Linked DNA regions of Gossypium hirsutum: region 2 is linked to region 1. The links are chromatin contacts, called in public Hi-C maps. All regions are on one chromosome and are shown on one strand. Each heading gives the region's core, a stretch centred on a gene start, on an enhancer-like site or on the middle of the called end of the contact. The rest is flanking DNA. Distances are from core to core; before and after follow the strand shown.

Region 1 (3,287 bases), core at 526-3,025:
ATTTCTTGCCTGATAGCCTCAATTATAACTTGGGAAAACCTCATTTTCTTTTACTTTACCAGTTTGACCTTAGGATTTGTGTCTAGGGAGTACTGGATGATTGAAGGCTGAATTCCTAACATGTTCATAGTTTTCAAGGAAAACATATTCGTATTATTCCTTAAGAGGGTAACCAACATTTTTCTCTTAGATTTTGACAAGGTGGACACCATCTGGGTAGTTATCTTCGAATCATTATGAAACAATTCCACGAGCTATGTAACACCTCACTGAGTTTGTCCTCAAATCTTACGTCTAAGCTCTCCAGATTCATCATGGACTTTGTAACACCTTGAAAATTTCTTGTTTACTATACATTACTATACCAAGGAATTTAGTAGAATTCCAATATGAGAATTTTAAATTTTTGATGGATTAATGAATTTTAGATTATTTAGAAGCCTTTAAAAGGTAATCTATGTCAATTGAACTGTATTTGGCCCAATTGAGTAAAAATTCATGGTTAGGGGCAAATGATAATTGTCACCAAAGGTAAATTAGACTTTTAGAACCATAAGGAATTAAATATTAGACCATATTTGGACTTGTGGTGATGAGATGATGATGAGACCTTTTTATTGAATTTTTAAATGATAAACTAGCATATTTTGTCACATGCTTCATTTCTTTTAAGTTGTTGACTTGTTGAACCATTAATAATATTATATTGTTAAAATATGATAAAAAGATGAGGAATATTTTCTCATCTTTTCCAAGTAGCAACTGACCATTTGAGGGTGGCGAAACTTCCCTATTTTTCTTCATTTTCCACTATCTCTACACATTTTTATTTTCCACTTTCACTATTTTCAACATTATCTTGCAAAACCTTCTCACCAAAACCTTTATTGAGTTCAATATTTATGATGGCATTGAAAATCCAAGTGTTGTATCTTGTGTTTTTGCTATAGATGTTTTTAACCCATTTAAATCTATTAATTTTGTTGGTTCGAAAGTGCTTCCTTGTAGAAACCTTTCTCTTGAAGGATAATAGAAATTTTTAGCACTACAAAAGAGATGAAACCACCAGACAAGCAAAAGCAAAAAATTTTGAAAGATAGAGGAACCCTTCCACTTGATTTAATTACTTAGAAAATTCAAAGAACAACAGTTAGCCAAAGAAGTTAAACAATGGCTCTTACAGAGAGGCAACTCTATGGTTAAATAGTATTTATTTATTTCATTGCATTGCATATAGAATGCATCTCTAGGTTTCACGTGCATTTGCATTTTCACACGCATTACTCTTTGTTTTATTTAAGGATAAACAAATAATTAATATATTTTGGACCCTGATTGCTTTACTTTTCATTGATCTTAAAGTAAAATATCATGTTTAGGTTCATTTGCCTTTTTAGTGTCACATTTACATTTTTAGTGTCATATTTTCATATATTAGCATTTTTATTTTAATTTAAATGATTTAGTACTATTAACTAATTTGGTGTTTCATGACTCTAATTAGGTGCATATGAATTTGGGATGCAAGTTTGAGCACCAATGGAAGTGAAATGATTGAGAAAAATAAGCAAAATGTGAAGAACTAAAAGAAGGGTGAGTGGGTTGTTGGTCAAAACTATAGAGCCTTGACCCTAGATCTGGAGTAGCTGCACCAAATCTAGAGCCTTAGTGCGATTGCTTGTAAGCCTTAGTTCCACAACGCAAGATATGGCACCCCAACATGACCAAGGACACTTGTAGTCAATGTTTTTTAGCTCTGACCCAAAGATGAGCTCACCCTAGTGCCACAAGACCACGCCGCCATGCCCTAGAGACCCTCCTAGCTCGAATTGTTTTATGCTTTTGGTGGAGTGGATAATCCAATTTCATGTTTTAAGGGTATTTTGGTATTTAAAAAATATATTTGATATTATACCCTATATTTGACCTCCTAAAGGTTGTTTTACTCACATTAGCCGTTTGTCTTTTTTTTTTTCTAAATCAAGCGTAATGAAAGAAAAGTTTTGATAATAGATCAAGGAAGCAACTTTGAAAATTTGGTGAGATCGTTTTAATTTTTTATTTTATTTTTTCTCATTAAATTCTCATTGTTGTTGGACTTATTTGTTGAGCACAAGGAAAAGAGAGATAGATGCGACTGTGAAATTAATTCTTGGACTACTCAGTAATTTTTTTTTTATTTTGTTGTTTTTTAGTTGTTGTTGTTATTTAAGGACCACAACACCTTAATAGAACAAGTTGTTGGTGCTTCAAAAAGAGCAAATGATGGGTCTACCTCGATTTATTTTATAAGTACTTTAGCAAGGAAGTTTCCTAAATCTTCGCACAGTTTTGGAACATTGAAAAAAATGTTTAATTTAAAGGTGAGGGAGTCTAGTCAATTTAGTTTGTATGGTTTTTTTAATTTTAATTTTAATTTTAATTTTAATTTTTAAGCACAAATTTTGCATGATGCATGTAGTTTGCATAAAATCTTAACTCGATGATATGTTGGAATATTTTTTATGTCTTTGCAATTTGTAAATCTATCGTGATGAATATTTTTGAAACCTGCATGTTAATTTAATATAGAGTGTGTAGGTTTAATTTATGATAATAGGACATTTTTTAGAATTATAGATGTTTCATCTGATCTAAATTCATGGTTCTTTTCTATTGATATGCTTTCTATAATCGATTTTAGGATTTATTTAGAGAATAATTTTGTTTGAACCATGCGTACAAAGAATAATCTAGGTGAAATTTTGATATATTTCAAGTTTGAGTATTGGATTGAATATTGAAGAATGTGCTTAATTGGATAATCTTGATAATAAGCATGAGAATAGACTACTCCTCTATCTAGTTCATAAGCTTCGAAAAGAACTAGTGGCACAACTGGAGTAACCGAGGGTAGGTGCTTGGTTGCCATTTACCTTCGTGTCAAAAGGCTCGATGTTTCCTAGTATACTCCGCTGATGTAGATATGTGTAGCATCGAAGATTGTTTAGGTTTGATTAAGCTAGTAATTCGGGTTAGGTGTTTTGGTTGTTATCTATACACGCATTCAAAATTAATTGTCCTAAACTTGAAAAAAAGAAACGAAAAATAAGCTTACTTTTATGATTGATTGAATTATTCTTCTATCTCATGCTAATCAAGAAATTTCTATAATAACTATGAAAGAAAAGAAGTTTGATACTTTATACTTGATTTAAATTGTGGATTTTGGAAACCTTCTGATTTTAGGAAACACGATAATATTTGAAATTATTCTCTTCGTTTTTCTAATATCTCCTATACATTGC
Region 2 (3,287 bases), core at 408-2,907, 70 kb after region 1:
TAAAAAGGTTCTTGTCTATAATTAACTTAGATTTGGACTTTTTGATACCAACCTTACCCAATCACTGAAGTGGGGGAGAAGAATATTAAACTTTAGAAAATTCATATCATACCTCTCAACAGCTTGAGTGAAGAGCTCTAACTCGTCCAATGTACCATACACATCATACACATCATCAATACTTGTTATTAATGCGATAATCTTTGTTAGAGTTCTTCTAAGGTTCCCAAAATGAGGATCAAATGCAATGCCTACTGTCCATAGAAAGTTTTCCATCAACATGTCTCTTGCAAAGGGTAGCTTTTCTCCCAGACCTATATCCCTCCACCACCTGCACAATCGTTTCATCTCAAAAGATTAGATGACAAATATATGTGTGTGTGTGTGTGTATTTAATTAATAAAATTCCATTCTTTGTTAGACCATGGATGCACTTACTTGGAAGCGTATATTAGATCATCCTGGTACACTGCTTGCACAATATTAAAATCCAATTTAGCGAGCTCCAAAAGAATAGGATTTCTTTTCTCTCTTTTCTCGTACACATCTATAAACCACCTGGCTTCTAACCTTGACACCCTCCAATGTAGAGGAAGTTCCAAGGCATGCTCCACTAGCATCCTAACATATTCATCTAATTTCTTTTGTTTCAGATATTGTTGAAGCTGTTTAGCTGCGAAATGCCTTGCAGTGTCTAAGATACCTTCATCCTCCATGGAAAGGTGTGAAGCTTCATACAAGTTTAGAAGCCCTTTGCAGTCCTCACAAAGACTCGACTTGAAATTCCCCATCTCGTCCATGAAACCGGAGAAAACCTCTGCACGTATAGAAAATTTTATATGTTTATTACTATTACTATTTTTACAGCAGTTTGTTTTAAACAAAATCTCTGCACTTCTTACCTTCAGTTAAATTATAACCATGCTGCCTTAGGAGTCTAAATTCAAGTGCTGTAGCATATAAGTTGCCTTCCTTCCATAAAGCCTTGCTCTGATCAGCCCTTATATGGATATCCTCCAAAATCCTCTTGGTTTCATCCTGAAAATGATAAGATAAACCGAGCCTCTGCAAGGTATCGATCAGCTCAAGCTTCTCTAAAGGGTCCATAACTTTCTCAAGCATCATTCTCACTTCGCCCAGAAGTCTGATTGCTTGTTCATTAAATGATTCCCCCTGGATGGGTAGTAAATATATTCTCAGCTTGGATAAAATATAAATTTTGTAACTTCAAAGTAATTGGCGTGCAAATGTTCAGTTCTAAGTTTTAACTACTTATTACAACAAGAAGCAATGTAAATAATATAAATATACCAGATAGTCACTCTTGAGCGACTGAATATAATCGTACTCCCAAGTAGGAGGATGGTAATTAGCAGACCGTCTAACAATTTTTTGATCCGAATCATTGGCTTTAGCAACAGATTTGGAGGCTCGAACAACACCCAAGTTGTTGACATTTGATCTGTTGGAGGTGCCTTTCGTGTGCAATCTGATGAAACTGCTGCTAGGAACTGCAGTTACGAGACTAAAGGCCATGAAAAAGCTCCACTTAGGCAATTTCAAATGAGTGATTCAACTTTAGAGCTTAGCTGTACTTTACTTTCAGAAAAGAAAAAAAAAGATTCAACTTTCTGCAAAAACCGACGCATGCCACACCATGTATATATAATCAGTTAATGCTATTTTCTTTTTATTATATTTAGAAGTCAAATTGACTTTTCAAAGCCTTTTTAACTTCTCAAAACCAAATAAAGCTTGAAGCCAAGAGTTGCCGTACAATTTGGTTAGTAACGTGGCAGGTTGGTGATGATTACATAAGGATTTAGATGAAAATAATGATAAATTTACTGGAAGTTACATAAAACACTAGATAATTATGGCTTGCAAGCTAGTAACCTTATCTTTGATTAAGTTGATTAATTATGAATCTGGCATGAGTTTAAGTATACTTATCCATAAGCTAAAACGGTTTAACCAAGCCTATAAATATGTAAGCATAATGTGTATAGAAAGAATAAGTGGTGTGAGTAAAAGAACAAGAAAAAAAAGACAGCGTAAGATAGAAAACTAGCAGCAACTAGTACAGAGAGAAAAAAAAAATTATTTGTATTGTGTAATATTTGTGTGTAATAAAATTATTTTTCAGTTATTAATTGTCCATACACTTCCAACAAGTGGTATTCGAGTTAGGTTCATGTCGACGTCACAATGGGAAACATGATTCAACTGCAGATCCTGAAATCAACAAAGACAATTTATGGAAATTGGAGCATTCAAAAGAAGGATTTGCTTGATTCTTAAGATTGTTGGGTTATTGTTGAAGAAAGATATGTCGAGCCCGAAAATGCAGCTGTCGAAGTGGTTTTGACAAACGAGGAAAAAAGAGCATTGAAAGAAGTTTGTAAAAAAAGATAAGAGAGCGTTTTTCTTTATTTTTCAAAGTGTTCATGAATCAACCTTTGAAAACATTTCAAATGCGAAGACATCAAATGAAGAATGGGGGATTTTGCAAAAAATCCCTTCGAGTGGAAAAAGCAAAAAAGCTACACTTACAAACCCTTAGAGTCGAATTTGAGATGTTGAAGATGAAAGTTTCAAAAATTGTTGATGATTATGTCACCCGAGTGAAAGTGGTGGTAAATGAAATGAAAAGGAATAGAGAAAATTTTGATGACGTAAGAGTAATAGAAAAAAGTTTGTCGTCATTAACACAAAAATTTGATTATGTGGTTATTGCCATTGAAGAATCAAAATATTAATCACAAATATCAATCAAAGAACGTGTGGGTTCCCTCCAAGCCTATGAGCATAAAATCAAGCAAAATGATGATACTGGAAATTTGGAGCAAGTCTTGCAAAGCAAGTTGTCCTTCAATAAAAGTGGATCTAGTAATAGTTTTGGACAAGGTTCAAGCAATCGTGGAGGATATAGAGGTGGACGAGGAACACCTGGACGAGGCAATCAATTATATGGTAGAGGCCAAACAAATGAAATATATCAGACATCAATTCATAGAAGAGGAGTTCGAGGCTGAGGCCAAGGTTGAGGTAGAGGTAGTTTTCAACAAGGAAATAAATCTCAGATACAATGTTATAATTGCAATAAATATGGTCATTTTTAGTTATGATTATGGACCAACTCCCAAGATGGAGGAGAGAAATCATGTAGCAACAACTAAAGAAGAAGAAAACGTGGAATCTAGTATATTCCTCACTTATAAAGAAAGTGAAAAATCAAATAAAAATATTTTGTATCTTGATAATTGTGCCAGTAATCACATGTGTGG

The links. Hi-C and Micro-C count contacts between places; a contact is called where the count stands out from the background.
Region 2: a Hi-C map of leaf shows a contact between it and region 1, with 2.2 times the contacts expected there. The contact joins the promoter of LOC107892240 here to the enhancer-like site in region 1. A contact is called at or near these places in 15 of 34 Hi-C or Micro-C datasets (anther, callus, cotyledon and 4 more).

The regions. Positions count from the first base shown.
Region 1 is chrD09:10,121,351-10,124,637 of Gossypium_hirsutum_v2.1, forward strand. No RefSeq gene overlaps it. Among protein-coding and RNA genes, the nearest start is that of LOC107892241, 23 kb to the left of the region's middle. Within about 2 kb of position 1,776, at least 2 of the 9 cell types and tissues checked have an H3K27ac peak or open chromatin away from gene starts, as enhancers often do. A contact at or near this core is called in leaf, where this site is marked.
Region 2 is chrD09:10,191,599-10,194,885 of Gossypium_hirsutum_v2.1, forward strand. LOC107892240 (terpene synthase 10) reads right to left here and starts at 1,658. Exons shown (of 7, transcript XM_016817264.2): 1 at 1,312-1,658; 2 at 903-1,173; 3 at 439-817; 4 at 113-331. The coding sequence starts at 1,536.